7 separate regions of the Mus musculus genome follow, and regions 1, 2, 3, 4, 5 and 7 are each linked to region 6. The links are chromatin contacts, called in public Hi-C, promoter capture Hi-C and targeted proximity ligation maps. All regions are on one chromosome and are shown on one strand. The core of a region is the stretch at or near the end of the contact, and the rest is flanking DNA. Distances in the headings are between cores, read along the strand shown.

Region 1 (2,700 bases), core at 162-2,661, 1.7 Mb before region 6:
TTCTCTAAGGCTGCATGGCCCTCCTGGTGTGGCTTCAGCCTCTCAGCTTCTTACCCGCCTTTCTCAGACTTCCCCAGCTGGGCTCAAGGCTGTCCTACAGCTGCTTGTAGAGGGAGCCTTACATCGGGGCAACACAGAACTATTTGGAGGGGAAATGGATGGAGACAATGAGACCCTCTCAATTGTCTCAACCCCTTTGGCTTCTGCCTCATTGTTGGACATTAACCGGAGGCATACTGCAGCAGTGCCGGGTCCTGGAGGGATCTGGTCAGTTTTCCATGCTGGAGTTATCGGCCGTGGCTTAAAGCCACCTAAAATTGTTCAATCTCGAAACCATCAAGAAGTGATCTATAACACCCAGAGCCTCGTTAGCCTCCTAGTGCACTGCTGCAGCGCATCAGGGAACAGCGAGCGTGAGGGTTGCTGGGGGGCTCCCACCCTGAGCCCAGAGGCAGCCAAAGCAGTTGCGGTGACCTTAGTGGAGAGCGTGTGTCCTGATGCAGCTGGTGCTGAGCTGGCCTGGCCCCCAGAGGATCATGCACGAGCCACCGTGGAGCGGGATCTCCGAATTGGTAGGCGCTTCCGGGAACAACCTCTGCTGTTTGAGCTTTTGAAGCTGGTAGCAGCTGCTCCCCCAGCCCTGTGCTACTGCTCCGTGCTGCTGCGGGGGCTGCTGGCTGCCCTCTTGAGCCATTGGGAAGCCTCTCGACACCCTGATACAACCCACTCCCCCTGGCATCTGGAGGCATCCTGTATCCTGGTGGCTGTCATGGCTGAGGGAAGCCTCTTGCCACCAGCCCTGGGTAATATGCACGAGGTATTTAGCCAACTGGCACCTTTTGAAGTGCGTCTGTTGCTGCTTAGTGTCTGGGGTTTTCTTCGGGAGCATGGGCCCTTGCCCCAGAAGTTCATCTTCCAGTCTGAACGTGGCCGCTTCATCCGGGACTTTGCCAGGGAGGGTGGAGCTGAAGGAGGACCACATCTGTCTGTGCTGCACAGTGTCCTCCACCGCAACATCGATCGCCTGGGGCTCTTCTCTGGCCGCTTTCAAGCACCTCCGCCATCCACTCTGCTTCGGCAGGGGACTTGACCTTTTCTCTACAAGTTGTGCGAGGTTAAACTGAGAGAAGAGCCTAAGGTGCTACAGAAGGGTGGATGCTTCTAAGTCCGTACGTAATGAGTGGTGTCACTTTTTTCAAACCCCACCATTTTTTCTAAATAAAATTTGCCGAGTTGAGACAAACAGTCCAGTGTTTCTATCTGACACGGAAAGCTGCCAAAAGCCTGAGAACGCAGAGCCCGGGGCGTCGAGGCACGCCCCATTCATAATAAAGAACGCGCTCGACCAATGGGATAGACGTCCGGCCGCGCTCTGGACGAGCCAATCGGAAGGCCGGAAGGGGCGGGCACTAGGGTACGTGGCTCAACGTGCACAGGGGCGGGTAGGTTCGGGTCAAGGAGCAAACCCGGTACAAGATGGCGGCAATAGCGGCAGTGGCGGCGCGTAGGAGGCGGTGAGGAGCCCGGAACCCGGGGGCGCGTCCGGACGGCCCTAGATCCCCCGAGCCCCATATTGCTTCTTTTTGTATGCCTTCCCATCACCCTGCTACTTCTGGCCTCGCAACGGGCTCTTTGTCCTCGTGGTGGTGGCCTCTGGCTACAGCCTCCCAGCGGCAGATTCACGAGTCGCTGCGGCCCTTGTCTGTGGGGTTCCTGAATCTCGCCGGGCTTAGAAAGGCTGAAGCTGGGTGCTGTCTTCGGTCTTGTCCGCTCCCAGCCGCCCCTTCTCCCTTGGCGGTTCGGGGTGGTCAATGCTTTCGTCTCCTTCCTGCAGTGCGCAGGGCTGTCGAGGCAGGTAGGGGGACGAAATGCATCCCAGCCTGTAAAAAAGCAGCCTGTTGCCACACTGCTCCTTTTTCAGGTTGGAAGCAATACGATGGGCAGATCGTCCTGTATTCCTTCCTTGCCCTCCCGACCAGCCTGGGCCAGTTTCATTAGTGTTCATTTGCTGGGCACGGCTGGGGCAGGGTCCAGTAAGTTCACAGTCTGCATGGATAATGTTGCTCAAACACAACATGTATCAAATAATTTGGCCTGTTCTCTGGAGTTTTGTAGAACCTTAAAAAAAGCTTGAAAACACATCAGCGCCGTAAAGCGCGGTACACCTAACGGATGTAAAGGGTCGGGAGAGGCGTGTACTGTCGACAGCAGTGTAAAAAGGGTGAATCATATACTCAAGTTCTTCTCCAATAAACAGATGTAACTTACCCTAAAGTTCATACTTGACTTAGCTCATGAACACCTCTCGTTTGGGATGCTTAAGGCATTCCTAGAGCCAACAAGTCATGTTGAAAATATTCTTTACCAATCATTTCCTTACTGACATCTCTCCAAACCTATTTTAAAGACTTGAAGATAGGGTTCCAGGGAGTATTTACGAGCTAAACTGCTCACTACCGCTACATAAGTAGCCATTCCTCAGGACCCAGGCTGTATCAATGCCTTCTGATTAGATTTTTCTAGTAGCATTGTCTTCTGTTTGTCTTACAGGTACTTCTTCCTCCAAAGCCTAGCACGCTAGTTCCTAGTGTTTTCTCACTTTGCTGGCTGCCTTTTTTCACTACTGGTGGCTGCCTGCCAGCTTTCCAAAATTTCCTGCTTCTAGGGAACTTTATTAACTGATCCCCTTCACAATTTCCT
Region 2 (2,700 bases), core at 113-2,612, 1.7 Mb before region 6:
GAGTAGGCGATTTCCACCTAGGGGATGTGGCTGGAGGCTGCAAACTGCTGAGGAACCGCTATGAGAGCAGAGACCGGGAGTGGGCTACCTATACCTGTGTGCTGGGCTTCCACGTCTATGGTGAGCCAGGATCTGGAATCCGTTAGGAGGGCTGGGGAAACAAGGAAGAACCCATTCTGCCCTCAGAATCCTGGGCGTGTGCCACCTCGGGGTGGGGGTCATAGTGGCAAATCCAGGCTAGGAGGCCCCTTGGGATTGTCTGGAGCGCAGTGGCAACCTGAAGACCTGAAACACTGCAACTCTAGGTTGTGGTAGCAGCCTGACTCAGGCCACCTGTTGTGTTAGGTGTGTGGCCTGATGGCTCTGATGGGACAGACATCAACTCCCTTTGCCGCTCCCACAATGAACGGGTGGTGGCTGTGGCAGACGACTTCTGCAAAGTACACCTCTTTCAGTACCCATGTGCTCGAGCCAAGGTGAGGCTTCAGGGGACCATTGGGCCCAGGTGGGTAGGTTTGGTACCCTGCCATTGCTGCAACCAGTTGTTTTTTTTTTTTTTTTCTCTCATCTAGGCGCCAAGTCGTATGTACTCAGGCCATGGCAGCCATGTGACTAGTGTCCGGTTCACGCACGACGACTCATACCTTGTCTCCTTAGGTGGCAAGGATGCTAGCATCTTTCAGTGGCGAGTGCTGGGGGCAGGGAGCTCTGGGCCCGCTCCTGCCACACCATCTAGAACGCCCTCTCTGTCCCCTGCCTCCTCCCTGGACGTGTGATTGATGCTGGATGGTCTTGTCCCTCTGGTACTGTGGTCTGGCCCCACCCTGGCCAAAACCCCTAGGACCAAGGACAGTCTTTTCCTGTGCTGGCTTTTTCTTTGACTTCATACATTCCCAATTGCGCATTTTTCTGGAGGGGCTAACCACCCCACTGCACACAAAATAACAACAGACTTGCTGGCTGAGCCAGGCAACCCAGCTCCGACACCCTCTGCTCGGTGAGGGGCAATAAAAAGAAAAAAGTAACTGCCTGGTGCTTTTGTGCGGCGGGTCCCCTCAGGGGCCCAGTTGTGTTAGGATGAAAGAAAAAAGTGCAGGGCGGGAAGAGAAAAGGGAGTTCAGACCAAATATGCAAATAACAGGCAAAGCGGCTTGCAAATAACCTCAAGAAGAGTGAGGGCGCGCGCGCGCCTTTCGACGCCACTGCCGGGGAGCTGCTAGGACCCATAGTGCAAAGAGTTAATTCCGGCTCCTCACCGCCCTCAGGGGCGGGGTCGAGCTGCAACGGAAATAACCGAGCGCGAGGCCGCGGCTGAGCGAAAGGAGCCGAGTTCCTTCCGGAAGTGGCCGATCTGCGGGGTCTTGCTCTCCGACCTGAGCCGAGCGCTGGGCCTTGTTCTCCGGATCGGCCGAAGGTGTTCCGGAAGGAGGCGAACCCGGACGCGGGCAGGGCAAACCTTGCCAGCGGTTGGCACCGCACGACGTCTGCTGGGACTCGGTGAGGACGCTAGGAGCTGGAACCTCACTCCGGTCAGGCAGGAATCGAGCTCGTTCCGGAAGAAGCCGAGTAGACCGGAGCTGGCCTCGGTGTCCCGGCGTGAGGCTATAGCAGTGTCGTCGTCGCGCGGGCAGTGATGAGCCGCGGCGGCTGAGCGAGCAGAGGTGCCGGCTGCTCGGGCCCCATCGACACTTCCGCGAAGCGTCAGCCACGCGCTGGGGGCTTCGTCTGGAGCTGAGCTTTGCCCCCGCGAGCCTCCGGGACCTCTTTGTGTGGCCGGAGGCGGCGGCGGGAACGGCCATGGCGGCTAACATGTACCGGGTGGGAGGTGAGTACCCTGAGCGGAAGAGGCTGAGGCCGGGATCAGGGAGACTCGGTGTCCGCAGGCGCGGGGGAGCCACATCTGGGGTCGTGTGGGCCGCGGCACCGACCGGAACCGGAATCAAGAGCCATGGTTCCGCGGCGGCGACGCTATCGGGCGCAGAGTCTACCGCAGAGGCTTACCTGCAGCCGTAACGGTGCTCTTGAGACCTGTGACTGGATCGCCGGGCTGGAAGTGGCCTTGGCTTTGGAAGGGGCCCGAGTGACCCACCGTCCGGCCAGCCGCGCTAGGGGCTAGGCGCGCAGGGGTTTTCTTTTCTGTGGCGGCTTGTGCGTTCGCGAAGGTGGGGCCTGAACAGTTTACTCAATTCTCCTATACAAGGATGCAACTTGAGTGCAAAGTTGTATGGACTCCAGGGAAATTCTTGTTCTTGTTTCTTAAGTCTCACTTTTGAGTGAAGATCTGACTTTAGAACTGGGTGTTGCAGGGGTAGGGGGTAAAAACTCATTTCCTTTTTCTTCTTTTTTCCTTGTTTCTTTTTAGACAAGGTTTATTCTCTGTGTAGTCTTGGCTGTCCTGGGACTCATACTGTAGACCAGGCTGTCCTCGAACTCAGAGATCCGCCTGCCTCTGCCTCCTGACTGCTGGAATTAAAGGTGTGTGACACCACTGCCTGGCAAAGTATTTCCATAATATCTCTTTTCCTTCCTTCCTTTTTTTTTTTTTTTTTTTTCTTTTTTTCTCTCTTCTCTTCCCCCACCCCCCATTTCCTTTTTGAGGCAGGTTTCCCCCTTGTTTCTTTTGAGACAAGGTTTCTCTGTGTAACCCTGGCTGTCCTGGAACTTGAGCTGTAGACTTGGCTGGCTTTGAACCAAGAGCCT
Region 3 (2,700 bases), core at 185-2,684, 1.7 Mb before region 6:
GACCAGGGTATTCTGAAATCAAGATTTAATTTAAGGGCGGCTCAGTGGTTAAGAGCACTGGCTGCTCTTCCGAAGGTCCCGAGTTCAAATCCCAGCAACCATATGGTGGCTCGCAAACATATGCAATGAGACCTGATGCCCTCTTCTGGTGTGTCTGAAAATAGCTACAGTGTACTTACATGGAATAAATATAAATCTTTTTTTAAAAAAAGAAAGGTTTTAAGATAGCTGGGCAAGCCAGGCGTGGTGAGACACCCCTTTAATCCCATCACTCAGGAGGCAGAGGCAGGTGGATTTCTGAGTTCGAGGCCAGCCTCATCTACAAAGTGAGTTCCAGGACAGCCAGGGCTACACAGAGAAACCCTGTCTCGAAAAACCAAAAACGAAAAAAAAAAAAAAAAAAAAAAAAAAAAAAAAGATAGCTGGGCAAGATGTTTCTGGCCTTTGATCCCTGCACTCTGGATGGCAGAGGCAGACTGATATTTGAGTTTGAGATCAGTCTCTAAAGCCAGATCCATTTAGAAAGTTCCAGAACAGCCAAGGCTTCATAATGAGATCTTGTCTCAAAAAACAAAGACAGTGATAACAATGATGATGAACATAGACTCAAGCATGCTAGACCAAATCACCACTAGACCTACTCCCTAGACTCTGATAAATAACTTACTAATAATATATATAAGAGTTATTCTCCTCCCAACTTCTTTTACATACATCACCGATGGGTGTGGTGGCACACAACTTTAGTCCTGGCACTTGGAAGACTGAGGCAGGCAGATTTTTCTGAGTTTGAGGCCTGTCTGGTCTTGGTGCCAAAAGACAGAAAGAGAAGTAAAAGAGAAAACGGAAAATTAAAAAATGCAAGGAGGTGGTGGCGACACACTCTGATCCCAGTACTGCGCTCCGGAGGCAGAGGCAAGTGGATCTCATTGGATTGCAGGCCAGCCTGGTCTACAGCGCGAGTTCCAGGACAGCCAGGACTATGCAGAGAAATCCTGTCTCAAAACACCAAAAGGAAAGAAAGAGAGAGAAAGACAGAAAGAGAGGGAGAGAGAGATAAACTTTTACTGTTTATCATGAACGCCCCGACTCGTGTGCTTAGGTCAGAGGACAACTAACAGGAATCCTTTTTCCTCTGTGCTCAACCTCGTGGGTCTTAGGAATCGAACTCACATAATTAGGCTTGAAGGCAGGTGCTTTTACCCGCCGATCCATAGCCAGGCTCTCTTTTAGAATCCTAAAAGCCTGCAAACCGGCTCAAGCCTGTCTGGAGCTTCTTCCCCGTGGGTGGGTCTCCTTCCTGTCAGTTGTCCCTCCTCAAAGTCCCCGCCCACCAGGAAGGACATTTCTGGCTCTCTTCGGCACCCGTCCACCCTGCCTCCACGTGACACAAACAGACCGGGCACTTCCGCTTCCCCTCCGCTCTCCCCACTCACTGTCTACTCCCCCCTCGTCCCTGGGTCTCCCGCCCCGTGAGTTAGCGAGCGCCGGGAGGGCGGCGTCGCGGGCGGAGTCGCCCCGGGCTGACCCTTGCGGTCTTCCTTCTGGTCCCCGCAGGTCCCCGCGGAGGCGGAGGCGGGCGCCATGGCGGAGCTGACGGCTCTGGAGAGCCTCATCGAGATGGGCTTTCCCAGGGGACGCGCGTAAGGGAGCCTCCCCCTAGCCGGTGGTGGGAGGCCGCGGGCCTGGCCGGCCTGACTGTCACCATGGCTGGTGGGCGCTATTCACGGTGTTTCTGCCCCCAGGGAGAAGGCTCTGGCCCTCACAGGGAACCAGGGCATCGAGGCTGCGATGGATTGGTGAGCGGGCGACCCGCACGGGTGGCGGGAGTTTGGGAGCCGCTGGGCAAGGTGGCCTCCAGGCTAACCAACCCCTGCCTACTTTCTCCGCGCAGGCTGATGGAGCATGAAGACGACCCCGATGTGGATGAGCCTCTGGAGACTCCCCTCAGCCATGTCCTGGGACGAGAACCCACGCCCTCAGAGCAAGTTGGCCCTGAAGGTCCTGACTGGGAGACATCTTGTGATTCTAGAGACCTTGAAAGGGCCCCGAGAAAATCAGAATGATCTTATTCTAAATACTAATCCTGGTTGCTTGTTTGCAGGCTCTGGGTCTGCTGCTGGAGAAAGCAGACCCATTTTGACTGAAGAGGAGAGACAAGAACAGACCAAGAGGTGACTGGCAAGTTCAGTGTGTGTGTGTGTGTGTGTGTTTTGTTTGGAGTCTGCCTAACTCTTGCCCAGGCTGAACTCCGGATCCTCCTGCCTCCGCCTCCAGAGTGCTGAGATGTGGCCTTCACTGTGCCTTGCATTATTTTTTTGAGACGCAGTCCAGCTGTGTACCTCAGGCTGCGCTGGAACCCCGTATGCGGCCTAGGCTAAATTCGAAGCCACATTCTTCTAGTGCTGGGATTACAGGCCTGGGCCACCATAGCCCAGTGACACACTTTACCAAGGGTCATGGGTCATCTTCCTTCCTCTCAAATACAAACAAGTCTGATCATAGAACCTGACCTTTCCGGTTTTGAGGGTGTGCTGCAAGTCACCAGGAAACATCTCACATAGCTCAGGACTGGTCTCAAACTCCTGTGTGGCTGCAGATTCCCCTGAAATCCCAACTCTCTTGCCTCTCCTTTGCAAATGCAGGGATTATAGATATGCATCACTATGCCCTTTCTTTAAAAACAAAACCAACAACAAC
Region 4 (2,781 bases), core at 214-2,713, 1.8 Mb before region 6:
GAACTCACTTTGTAGACCAGGCTGGCCTCGAACTCAGAAATCCGCCTGCCTCTGCCTCCCAAGTGCTGGGATTAAAGGCTTGCGCCACCACGACGGGATACAGTTAATTCTTACTTGTTTGAATTAGGGTATTAGCACACATCACAGGCTAGTCTGGCTCTCAAACTTGAAGCCATTTTTCTACTTGGACTTCTCCAGTGCTGCAATTACAGGTGTTAGCATCATTCTTCGAAATAAACCCATTCTAGGTCCACCAAATCAAGATATCTGGGCTTTAGAGCCCAGGAAGTAGTTTCAGGTGAGGTTTGTGAAATCCCGCTTGCTTTTAGAATACTCTACAAATTGGAAACAGGTTTCAATCGACTGCTAAATAGCCAGGTGGCAGTGAAAAAGAACATCTTCCAATGTTCACAGGGCTTGATGATTCTATCTTTTTTGTTTGTTTTGCTTTTTGATACAGGGTTTCTCTGTGTAGCCCTGACTGTCCTGGAACTCACTCTGTATTTGAACTGCCTCTACCTCCTGAGTAGTGGGATTAAAGTCATGCTCCACCACTGCCCGGCCCTGCGGTCTTGATTCTCTGCCCACGCTCGTCCCATACTTACCAGCTAGGTTGTTGTAGCAGTGGGTCTGGATGGTGTGCAGTATGTTTTCTTGCTCCGGTGTGAGAGCTGGGCCCTGAGGTCCCAGACTAGAAAGAGGGGAAGGCAGACTTGGGTCCAGACCCCGCAGCTGAAGAAGAGCTCGATGGTACCTACTCACAGCATCTCGGTACTTTCCTTCCCGGTAGCGCTGGTTTCCTTCCTCCTTGTATACCTGAGCCTCCTGAAGGCGCTTCTCCATGACTGTTGGAACTGTTAAATGAAAGAGAAACTGAAGCAGTAGAATGGGATCAAAATAAATGATTAGAGCATCGATTTCGTAAGCAAGAAGCTCGCAGGGATGTGGGTTTTGCTGTTTTTACTAGTCCCATCTATTCTCCTGTGCTAGTTTTCAGTTTCCAGAAGTACCGCAAACTAAAAAAAGGAATGATGTGAGGATAGTGAGGCCATTGACCAAATGAGTTCCATTAGAAGAGATCCCGGCGTGATTACAGACACTAGGGAAATCCAAAGGCCCGACTAAACGTTCCAAGTGTGTGACCGCCCGCAAAATTCGTTTCCTTCTTTCTCTGAGGCACACCCCCTGACCTGGAAGAAGATGGAGTAGGCGGGAACAAGTGAAACAAGTCAAAAAGGCTTCGCTCCTTTCCAATCTCTTTATTTGTCCTTATCCAACAAACATTTGTTGATGGTTCTGCTGTTAATTGAGGAACCGAAGTGAGTGAGGCCTGAGTCTCCAGTCCACAAGTGAGGCACAAGAGGCCGGAAGCATTGTGCCCAACAACCGCACCACAGCGGAGGCCCAAGCCGGAAGACTCCTCCAGGAATTCGGTTTAAGTTGCAGGAGCACAGAGAGGAAGAGACCAGACCTGCCAGCAGTTTAGCCTCTAACGGGGCACGCGCATTGCGTCATGCCACCCAATCAGAAAGGAGTCTAGAAAAGTAATCCCGCAGAACCGGCCCCGCCTCCCCAGCGGACCAACCCGGAAAAAAAAAATTCCCGGCCACTTCTCCAATAGGAAAAAAAGCCGCACGATATCGGAGGACCAATCAGAGCAACAGACTACGATTCAAGCTGGCCAACGAGAGAAGGAAGGGGTGGGGTTGGCGCCTCTGTTGCTGGGTAGATGTTTAAGCACAGAAAGAGGTCCCGGCATTGCTCTCTCCCTCTCTCTCTCTCCCTTGATGCTGGAAAGGCCTTTCCCTCCTGGCTACGAAAACCCTGCACCACCCATCCTTCCAGCTTGGCTTCGGTTACTAGTCTCAGAAGTTACAGTCAAAGAATAAGCAAGAGAGGACATCGAGTAAGCCCTAGGGTGCTCCGGTAATTGGGAGCGGGCAGGAAGTAAGAGACCTGAGATGGGCGGGACTCCGGCGCGACTGCGCAGAGCCTACGACTGAAGTACGGAAAGAGGAGCGCGCTCACGCTTCCGTGCTACGAGGCACTTGAGCCGCAGCCAGCCTTGCCCGACTCAGGCCCCTGTGCGGCTGCGCGGTTAGGCCGCTTGCGCTGATTGGCCCGGATCTCTGAGAGGAGGGAGGGGAAGTGAGGGAACTCCGTCGTCCTCGGCGCGCACTCCCCCGCGGTCGAGTACAGAGTGTGTCGGAAGCTGCTCCTCGCCGTCTTGTTTTGCGCTCAGTGAGCCGAAAGGGGCAGGGCAGGAGGAAGGCGACATAAACACGCCGCGAAGACAGCGCGGCCTCTGCCTCTGTGTGCGTGCGCTTGCTAGCGCGGGCTCAGTGCTGGCGCGGGAGGCGGAGGCGGGCGGCGGCGGCGCCTGCGCGGTCGGGCTCGGTCGACAGTTCGCAGGGGAGGAGGCGGCGGGAGGCGGAGGAGGCGACGGCGGCGATGGAGGTGAAGCGGCTGAAAGTGACCGAGCTGCGGTCGGAGCTTCAGCGGCGGGGCCTGGATTCGCGCGGCCTCAAAATGGATCTGGCGCAGCGTCTTCAGGAGGCACTGGATGCTGAGATGCTGGAGGACGAGGCCGGCGTTGGTGGGGCCGGGCCCGGTGGGGCCTGCAAGGCGGAGCCTCGGCCTGTGGCCGCGTCGGGCGGAGGCCCGGGCGGGGACGAGGAGGAGGAGGACGACGACGAGGAGGAGGACGAGGAGGCGCTGCTTGAGGACGAAGACGAGGAACCACCACCTGCTCAGGCTTTGGGCCAGGCCGCGCAGCCGCCT
Region 5 (2,700 bases), core at 199-2,698, 1.9 Mb before region 6:
AAAGAAAAAGAAAGAAACAACTAGGCAGCAAAGAAGAGGAGAGAGGGAAGATGGGGGGGAGGATCTAGGAAAGTAAACAGAGGGAAGGGGTGGGCAGCCTCAGGAAGAGGTCCACAAGAGACAAAAGCCAGGGGGTAAATGGGGCTGGGAGGGAGAGCGGTGTATGTCTTCAGAGCGGGAGTCAGTATGGACTCCTCTCAAAGGCTCAGGCTCTGTCACTGAGCAAGATGAAGAAACAAAGGCTGGATCTTAGTTAGGTCTTTTAGTAGCTTGGATCTGTCCTCTACACCAGAATACCCTCAGAGGCCCAGGCCACAGCAAGTTCCAGCCTGCTGTAGAGCCTACACACAGGGTCCAACGTGTTCTTTTCCCCAAGGCTAGGAGAGCCAAAATATCCACCAGGTTCTTGTTCCTAAGACTTTGAAGGCAAAGTTAACACTAAGGCCTATGGGGCCCACTTTAAAAAAAAGAAAAAAAATCACTGGCTGACAAAAGGACAATAAATCCTGCGAACTGGCCTGCAGAGTCAATGCATGATGCCACCACCTCCTCCACTGACTTCCTCCTCCATAGACATATCCTTCATCACAGTCCCAAACCTGCCTCAGCTACCTCCCTTCTCCTCCACTAATCACACATCAAGCCTGCTAAAACCAGGCCCACAACGCCTATTGCACTCCTTCTGACACTATGTACAGTTCTGAATGACTCTTGCTTGTAAGTCTGGCCTTTGTCCTTAGCTTCAAGATCATTTCTAGGCTGCTAGGTTTTGTCTTAGGAGTTGTTTGGTGGGTATCAACTAGGCTGCCGTAGTGAGGCATGGAGCATTCAACCTCTTTGGGAAATGGCCTTAAAGTATTGCTCCAGAGCCTCTGGCAGGGCTGGAAACTAGGTTAGCCACATGGTTGATAGGATTACTCTAAGGAAAGAGGGCTTGGTGATGCACGTTGTGATCCCAGTACTCAGAAGACTGAGGGGAGATTGCTATAAATTTGAAGACAGTCTGGACTACATTGCTAGACACTGCCTCAAAAAGAAAACAAGAAACAGGAACAAGGAAGGCAGATTGAGGCATGCCTGTGATTCTAACAGGTAGAGGCAGGAGGGTCAGTTCATCATTCCTCATTCTTGGCTCCACTGAAACTCTTAGAGATAATCCAAAACTCTGGTCACCTAAGGCTCAAGTGAGTTTCCTGCTTCTTGGTACCATTTATGGCTAAGGCAGGTACTGGGAGAAGAGAAACCTTCCTATACCCCCCCCTCTGCCCCCCCAGGCTCTGCCCCCCCCCCGGCTCTGCCCCCCCAGGCTCTGCCCCCTCAGGCTCTGCCTATGTAGTTCTTCCTTCAGCTCATTGTCCTTTCACTAATAAACGATCCTGTGACTCATCTTAGCACATAGCCAACCTGAGGGAGCTAGTCAGACAGTGGCTTGCAACTGCTTTTAGGATAGTCCCACAGACCCGCAGAGCCTACCAAACTGTGCACCTCTGACTGCCTTATGAAACCCTTTGTGATCTGCCCACCCCTTGCTGAATAACCTTCGTTCCTTACTCATTTACTCCTGCTTCCTGAGCATCAACCATGCTCTCATTCGTATAACCAATATCCTCTCCAGACCCACCCCATGTCTAACTTCGGACACTGTAACAGTATAACCTGTTTATGACTTGGGACTGGGCCACATTCATGAGTTAACTCACCTCTCTTGTTTGAACCGTCTCCTGCTCTCAAGCCCAAACCTGCTCTCAAAAACATCTTTCTAGTTTTGCTTTTTCCTTCTTATGTATGTGTGCTTTGCCTGTGCTTATACTTGTATACCAAATGCAAGCCTGGTGCCTGCAAAACTAGAAGTGGGTGTTGATCCCAAGACTAGGAGTAAACGATCGTTGTGAGCCGTGTGGATGCTGGGAACTGAACCTGGCAGCCTCTACAAGAGCAGCCAGTGCTCTTAACCTCTGAGCCATCTCTCCAGCTCCTTTTCCTTTTTGATCACTCATCCATATCCTTCATACAAAAAATGTTTATTCCTTATTTCTTCTCCATTTCCACACAAGAGATAACATAGCCTAAGGAAGCAAAGGGTTTGTCTTGTTGGCTTTTTCTGGAGATGGGGTATCCACTGGGTACTGGGGATCGCAGTCCTGTCTATATGGTAAGTGCCTCACCAAAGAGTAAAGAAGGGAAGCCCCAGGCCCTTGGCAGTATGCAGTCTTCAACTCACCCCACCCTTTTTCTTAAAGACTGTGCTAAGAGAGATAAGGAAGAGTTGGCAATTCCCAAGATTCTTGGGCCAGAGCGAGGAGGTGTGGTTACTCCAGCCAAGACACTTTGCTGTTAACCATGGAAGGGCCCTTCTCTAGCCTTGGTCTCTAAATGATTAATTTAAGAGCTGGAATAGCGGCCGGGCGTGGTGGCGCACGCCTTTAATCCCAGCACTTGGGAGGCAGAGGCAGGTGGATTTCTGAGTTCGAGGCCAGCCTGGTCTACAAAGTGAGTTCCAGGACAGCCAGGGCTATACAGAGAAACCCTGTCTCGAAAAACCAAAAAAAAAAAAAAAAAAAAAAAAAAAAAGAGAGCTGGAATAGCTGTCTACAACTGGCTGCGACTATGGCAGGGGCAGGGAGGAGCAAAAGAGATCAGGAGCAAGAGAAAGTTCTTCTAGAAGGAAGGAAGGATGAAAGTCACAATCTCATGAGGCAG
Region 6 (2,700 bases), core at 67-2,566:
AGTGGAAAGGACTTGAGTTGCTGAAGGTATGGGCAGCCGATTGGCAATGTCATGCCTCCCGTGCCTGTGCCTTAAGAATTAGGGAGCTGCCTCAGACTTTGATCCAAGTCCAAACTCTAGTTCGTGGGCTAGGAATGGAGAGGAGCGTGGGGACTGACCAAAGTTCACACCCCCACTTAGCCAGAAGGCAGTGTTTGGAATCATGTCCAGCTTAAAGCTGGGAAGGAGAAAATGTACAAAGACCTTTACCTTTCTGGCTGGCCACACTAGTAGTGAGTCAGCTCTGTGATCCTATTTTACTTCTGGAACACAGACTGAAAGCTCTAGTGAGTTGTCTAAGATTGTGTTGCTGAGAGTTAGGACTTGAGCCCATGTCTAGTCTTGCTACAAAGCCTAATGTTTCCCCTTAGTCAACCAGTTTCCCAGAGTCAAGTCGAGTGCCAGCTGGGGAGGTACAAATCATCTTCAGTTCCACCTGGTTCAAACCTAGCTACACTGATCTCTGCCTCATTTGTAAAATAGGGAGTTAGCTCTCCTCCTCCGGCATTCTGGAGATGCTTCAGGACTAGGCTTCTGCTGCTCCTCCTTTGGGGTTGGGGACATGGAGGCTGTCTGATGAAGCCTGGGACCTGCATCTGCGGGGCTGATTGCACTAGTCACCTGGGTGTTTAGGCTCTTCCTGTGAAATTCCTGCGTTGTATTTGAGCTTAGAATTTGTATCGCAGTAGAGGCACTAATAGTGCTATCAAGTAATTTAGTGGAGAGTCCTTTCGTTTCTGGAGAAATTAAAAGAGGTGAGCAAACACACCCCCAGGTGATGTGTGAGGCTGGGATGATTGTTCTAAAGTCAGTTGAGGGCATTCGAGGGATCAGGAGGAGCTCGAAGAATTAAGCAAAGGAAAGCACGATTCTACTCTGGGATGTGCACAGATGGTCACCTCTTATCCCCAGTCTAGTCCTCCGCAGCCCTTCCTGTTTTAAAAGAGGGAAAACCCCGAGGACGCCTGGAGCTATGGAGGAAGGAAGGAGGCAGAATCTGAGGAAGGGGCGCGGATCTGGGCTGGGAAGCCAGCAGGCGGCCACTTAGGGCGTAGCAGACCAAAGAGGAGGCCAGTTCTGCCTGCGTACCGGTACTCTCGCTCTCATCCGGGTACTGCGACCTCTGGCGGTTAGGAGAAGGCGGGACCTCAGGGGGCGGGGCCTCGCTTGGTTGGCCGCCTCGGGCTCCGTAAGTCCTCCAAGAGGCCAGGTGAGGCCGTCCCGTGATCCTCTGCGCCTGGCCTCTCTGGCCTGCAACGTGTCTCAGGGGCGGAGGCAGCAGCCACGGAGTTGGCTGCGTGAGGGTGGGGGTTCTCAGTCTCTTCGCTCGCGCCCGTCTCTCTATCGTCGCTCTAGGCGCCCCACGGGCCAACCCAAGGCCTCAATATGTCGTACAACTACGTCGTAACGGCGCAGAAGCCTACTGCAGTGAACGGCTGTGTGACCGGTGAGATTGCCCCGGCCGGAGACCCGGGCAAGGGAGGGATCCCAGGCCTAGGGAGGCCAGCGGCCCCAGGGGCGGCGGGAGCAAAAACTTGGGCTCCGGGAATGGAAGGCGCTGGCAGTCGCGGAACGTCCCCCTTAGCTCGCGATCTCAAAGGAGCTGTTCCCACCACGCGCCTTTTGGGCAGCGGAAGCAGCTATTCTGGGTCCTTTTTTGCTCATAGGAGGTCACTTGTTATTGAGGATTGGTCCAGGCCTGATGGGACGGAGAGCGAAGTGTGAGTTGTGTGCGTGGTTGATTGAGTCTTCAAACTTGCCCCATGTGGTCAGGGGAAAGGGGAGATGATAATGGGGCAAGTTTTGAGTTCATAATTTTCCGGTGGATGTCCAGGAGGTTGAGGAATTTGAGCAATGTCTGCACCCCCCCCCCCCCGGCCCTCTCCAGACCCACCCTTTTGCCTGGGGCTGTTGTTTACTCCAGGGCGCTGCTGGAGAACAAGGTTTGGTTGGCCCGTCAGTGTGCGAGCTTTGCCTTGTTTGTGTGCGTGGCTCTTTATCGGCAGTTACATCCCAAACCAAAGAACATTCATCTTGAACTCATATTTTCAGCTACTTAAATTCGTGTATTTACGTAAATGCTAATCATTTCAGAACAAAAGTTTCTTGTTCAGAGAGAGCTACAGAGGGCTGGGTGGTGTTGGTAGATTGCTTGGGAGATAAAAGGACAACACTGAAGGCTCTGGGAAATTTTCTTCGCTTTATCTTTCTGGATGGGAACTCAAGGAAACACAGGCTTTCTCCATTAGCGTCAATTACAGTCTGCTGTTGTAATTTAGAAAGGAAAACCCAACAACCATCCGAAGAATTTTCGTGGTCATAGTTTGTTGAAGGCCAGGCTGTTGTTGCCCAGTCGACAGTACATTTTTAAAAGTCTGATTAAGACTATAGCTTTGTTGAGTGTGTGAAGCAAGACATTGAGGTGCTTCATTTGGTGAGGAGGCGAGGTCCTTAGGTAGATTTATTTAGAGGTACCTGAAAGGCCTATCCTCCAGCTTCCAAAGTTAGAGGCTCTCTTCTTTCAGGACACTTTACTTCAGCGGAAGATCTGAACCTGTTGATTGCTAAAAACACAAGATTAGAGATCTATGTGGTCACTGCGGAGGGTCTTCGGCCAGTCAAAGAGGTGGGAATGTACGGGAAGATTGCAGTCATGGAGCT
Region 7 (2,748 bases), core at 171-2,670, 1.3 Mb after region 6:
AAAGAAGTTATGTCCAGAGTTTGCTAGCTCTTGGTCTACATAGCCTCTCAGTACTTGGGTAATTGTGAAAACCTGTTACCTCACAAATGAAAGTTTGTTTCATAACTCTTGAAAATTACTTATTAGCTTACCTTGCCTTCTCTTCAAGAGTCAATTCTATTTGCTCTTAAGTGATCAGATTTGGGGATTCAGATATCTTAGCTGCCAACTTTGCAACAGTTTCCGGTGGGCAGCTTAAGGCTATCTACTTCTCTCTAACCTCCAGGTTCCTTATCTAGAGAGCAGAGAATGTAACTATTCGATTACTACTTAGTGAGGTAGATATAATTTTACCCATTTTACGAAAGAAAACCTGAAGGGTCAGATGTTTAGAAAGACATGCCCAGTTTCACGCAGCAGTGAAAAAACACGTTTCCCAATCCAGAACTTCTATTTTCAAATCCAATGCTTATAGTAAACTAGTTGATTAATCCAGTCACGCTAACAGTAACGTGTTAAGGAATTAAAGTTCACCATTCATTCCCAGGTGAGACAACCGCCTGAGTGACACTCGTGAGGCAGAGGCAGGCGGATCTCTGCGAGGACAGCCTAGTCTACAGAGTGAATAACAAGACAGCCAAGGCTACACAGAGAAACCCTGGCTCAAAAATAAAATAAAAAATAAGACACCCTCTCAAACGGTCTCGCTACAGGCAATAAAGCACCAAAGCAGCAGACTTCTAGAACCAGGGTGCTGAGGCGGAAGCTGAACAAACTCCGCTGGGCTTCATCCTCAGCGGAAATGGCTGTCCACAGCGCCCAAGCTCACCGACCTTGCTGCGGTGACCCCAGCCCCAAGGCTGCGCGGCCCGTTAGGGCTCTCCCGCTTTCCAACGGGGTGAAGGGCCTGGCATCTAAAAATATCACCTTAGATAATCCTTGTTAAATGTGCCTTCGTCTTTTTCCTAAAACCAAACGCTGTCAACACTTTGGCCTCTATCAATCACAGCCTTGGCCTCCCGACTGATTCAGCCAGCGACCTGTCCCTTTCCAAGAATACTGACTTGCCATACTAGTCCCCCCTCACAGACCAAGTCAAGGCACCCCGAGGAGGACACTGGACGTTAAATGAAATCACCCAAGAATAAATCCCCGATGTTCTCTGCTGAGACGCTTCGGGGGTCGCATCCTGTGACATTCACAAGGCTTTTCTCCGCCCAATCAGTGACGGGAACCTCGTGACTCAAAAGCACTGCGCAACTGTGCAGTTAGGAAAACGGAGGAGGAGCCGCAAGCCGGGGCTCTCTGGGTCATCCCTCTCCGACGGCCCGCGCGTGCGCAGTGTCTCGCCTAGGGATCTCTTTCCCGCCGCTCACACTAGGAAGCCAAACGCCAAATCTGTCCCCGCGCAGCTGCCGCCGCCGGGGCGCCCGCCCAGCCCGAGGCGCGCCTGCGCACGTCCCCACGCACGCTCCGGCGTACGGCGGCGGCCAGGGGTCGCGAGCCGGTGGGAGACCCGCGCGCGCGGAGCAGCCCGGGGAGTCGGCGCTTCTTTTCCCTCCCTCCCCCCACTCCCCTCCCCGCTCCCTTCCCCCCTCCCCAAGAATGTTCCGCTACGAGGTGAGTGGCTGCGACCGGAAGTGACCCCTCCCTCGCCCGCGCGCCCCTTTTTTTTTCCTCTGCTCGCCCGTCGCGCGGGTCTTGTGCGGCTGAGGAGGGGGCAGGGCGCGGGCGGCTGGGAACCCCGCTTCGGCCGCGAGGCTCGGGTGCGGCCCGCAGCGCACCGCGGAGGGGCGGGACTGGCGAGAGCCGGCCGCTGGTTTGCGGCGGGGAGAGCCCGTTAAGTGCGGTAACCTGACCCTTGGCTTGCGCCTCTGCTCGCGGAGCTGCCTTGGAGACCTGCATGGCTCCTACCCGGTGGTTTTTCCTGAGGCAGAATCCCCGGGGAATGCCCACGGAAGCGTTTCCCGCCCTGCCCCCGGAACCCCTTCACCCGGATTACACACAGCCCTGTGCACGCGGGCTGCCGTCAGGTGGAGGGGCAGGGACTGGTCCTCGGGCTGAGACTTCAGTCGGCTTGGAAAGAAGGCTGGGAGTGGGGAGGGGGGCGTGTCCCGCAGAAGTTCCTTCTAGGAGAAGGGAGAAAAAGTGTGGGTTTGGCGACGTTGTTTGGAGAACGGAGCTGTTTGCTGACCGTCTCTTACTGCTGTGTGACCTTGAGCAACTCCTACTCTTGGGGCCAAACAGACTCCGGATTTGTAGTTTAAGGACTGAGCTAGGGAAATCCTTACCGAGTCATCCTGATTTGGTCCAGTAGATGATTGCCATTTCATAGAGAGTTGCTAGAAGTTGCTTCTGGTGTGGAGGCAGTTGCAGGGCTGGCTCTTTAGGGGGAGGAAGATTGGGTAGAAACGGCCCCTAAAAGTTCCCAGGTAAGTTATATCACAAGCTGTTCCCCTAGAGTGTGGAATTCCAATTTGGAATCTTTAAACATTGGAAACAGTAGAAAGCTTGAGCTTACACTTGTGACTCAACTCACTTTTTGTAAACATGAGGAGAGATGATGAGATACTGTGAATAGAAGTTGCCAGAAGCAAAGAAAACTTAGTAAACTGAATAAATCTGTATTGGGATAAGTGATTGAAATTAGGATATACCAAGCTTGTCTAGTGATTTTTACTCCCTGGAGACTGCGGCAAGAGAATCAGGAGTTCTAAGCCAGACTGTACCTAGAGAAATAGTAACTAAAACAAAATAAATTAGAGCATA

Evidence for each region. Promoter capture Hi-C pulls out the DNA fragments that hold promoters and counts their contacts. A called contact is a pair of places that touch in the nucleus more often than the background predicts. Capture Hi-C pulls out chosen DNA fragments and counts their contacts.
Region 1: a contact with region 6 is called in a promoter capture Hi-C map of second pharyngeal arch cranial neural crest. A contact is called at or near these places in 8 of 39 promoter capture datasets (cranial neural crest, embryonic stem cells, frontonasal cranial neural crest and 5 more), 2 of 484 Hi-C or Micro-C datasets (both in embryonic stem cells), 3 of 130 datasets of targeted methods (astrocytes, embryonic stem cells and forebrain) and 3 of 9 other capture datasets (adipose tissue, embryonic stem cells and pancreatic islet).
Region 2: a contact with region 6 is called in a targeted proximity ligation map of astrocytes, with 5 times the contacts expected there. A contact is called at or near these places in 4 of 39 promoter capture datasets (cranial neural crest, embryonic stem cells, frontonasal cranial neural crest and 1 more), 4 of 130 datasets of targeted methods (astrocytes, embryonic stem cells and extraembryonic endoderm stem cells) and 1 of 9 other capture datasets (adipose tissue).
Region 3: a targeted proximity ligation map of astrocytes shows a contact between it and region 6, with 5 times the contacts expected there. A contact is called at or near these places in 3 of 39 promoter capture datasets (hippocampal neurons, liver and pre-B cells), 2 of 130 datasets of targeted methods (astrocytes and embryonic stem cells) and 2 of 9 other capture datasets (adipose tissue and pancreatic islet).
Region 4: a promoter capture Hi-C map of pancreatic islet shows a contact between it and region 6, with 4 times the contacts expected there. A contact is called at or near these places in 5 of 39 promoter capture datasets (cranial neural crest, embryonic stem cells, liver and 1 more), 1 of 484 Hi-C or Micro-C datasets (embryonic stem cells), 6 of 130 datasets of targeted methods (astrocytes, embryonic stem cells, epiblast stem cells and 2 more) and 1 of 9 other capture datasets (pancreatic islet).
Region 5: a contact with region 6 is called in a targeted proximity ligation map of pancreatic cancer cells. A contact is called at or near these places in 1 of 39 promoter capture datasets (second pharyngeal arch cranial neural crest), 1 of 484 Hi-C or Micro-C datasets (uterus), 3 of 130 datasets of targeted methods (astrocytes, pancreatic cancer cells and stem cell-derived neural progenitor cells) and 2 of 9 other capture datasets (adipose tissue and liver).
Region 7: a contact with region 6 is called in a Hi-C map of regulatory T cells, with 2.1 times the contacts expected there. A contact is called at or near these places in 8 of 39 promoter capture datasets (the 3T3-L1 cell line, the C10 cell line, cranial neural crest and 5 more), 10 of 484 Hi-C or Micro-C datasets (CD4 T cells, CD8 T cells, CD8 central memory T cells and 6 more), 2 of 130 datasets of targeted methods (astrocytes and embryonic stem cells) and 2 of 9 other capture datasets (adipose tissue and liver).

Annotation. Positions count from the first base shown.
Region 1 is chr19:8,896,646-8,899,345 of GRCm38.p6, forward strand. Ganab (alpha glucosidase 2 alpha neutral subunit) reads left to right here and starts at 1,412. Exons shown (of 24, transcript NM_001293621.1): 1 at 1,412-1,514. The coding sequence starts at 1,477. It overlaps Ints5 (integrator complex subunit 5), which reads left to right. Exons shown (of 2, transcript NM_176843.3): 2 at 1-1,245. The coding sequence ends at 1,090.
Region 2 is chr19:8,940,558-8,943,257 of GRCm38.p6, forward strand. Mta2 (metastasis-associated gene family, member 2) reads left to right here and starts at 1,363. Exons shown (of 18, transcript NM_011842.3): 1 at 1,363-1,825. The coding sequence starts at 1,798. It overlaps Eml3 (echinoderm microtubule associated protein like 3), which reads left to right. Exons shown (of 22, transcript NM_144872.1): 20 at 22-120; 21 at 346-476; 22 at 573-1,025. The coding sequence ends at 776. Gm10353 (predicted gene 10353) reads right to left here and starts at 1,833. Exons shown (of 4, transcript NR_165499.1): 1 at 95-1,833.
Region 3 is chr19:8,870,114-8,872,813 of GRCm38.p6, forward strand. Ubxn1 (UBX domain protein 1) reads left to right here and starts at 1,435. Exons shown (of 9, transcript NM_001362044.1): 1 at 1,435-1,643; 2 at 1,746-1,799; 3 at 1,895-2,001; 4 at 2,105-2,174. The coding sequence starts at 1,585.
Region 4 is chr19:8,817,831-8,820,611 of GRCm38.p6, forward strand. Ttc9c (tetratricopeptide repeat domain 9C) reads right to left here and starts at 1,464. Exons shown (of 4, transcript NM_027412.3): 1 at 1,191-1,464; 2 at 606-854. The coding sequence starts at 843. Hnrnpul2 (heterogeneous nuclear ribonucleoprotein U-like 2) reads left to right here and starts at 1,571. Exons shown (of 14, transcript NM_001081196.1): 1 at 1,571-2,781. The coding sequence starts at 2,452.
Region 5 is chr19:8,704,878-8,707,577 of GRCm38.p6, forward strand. It overlaps Slc3a2 (solute carrier family 3 (activators of dibasic and neutral amino acid transport), member 2), which reads right to left. Exons shown (of 9, transcript NM_008577.4): 9 at 2,005-2,700. Among named protein-coding and RNA genes, the nearest start is that of Slc3a2, 7.7 kb to the right of the region's middle.
Region 6 is chr19:10,604,281-10,606,980 of GRCm38.p6, forward strand. It overlaps Ddb1 (damage specific DNA binding protein 1), which reads left to right and starts at 1,317. Exons shown (of 27, transcript NM_015735.2): 1 at 1,317-1,486; 2 at 2,565-2,700. The coding sequence starts at 1,426. It also overlaps a transcript of Tkfc not described here.
Region 7 is chr19:11,910,979-11,913,726 of GRCm38.p6, forward strand. It overlaps Patl1 (protein associated with topoisomerase II homolog 1 (yeast)), which reads left to right and starts at 1,421. Exons shown (of 19, transcript NM_172635.3): 1 at 1,421-1,599. The coding sequence starts at 1,585. It overlaps Gm31092 (a long non-coding RNA gene), which reads right to left and starts at 1,429. Exons shown (of 2, transcript XR_386559.3): 1 at 1,118-1,429.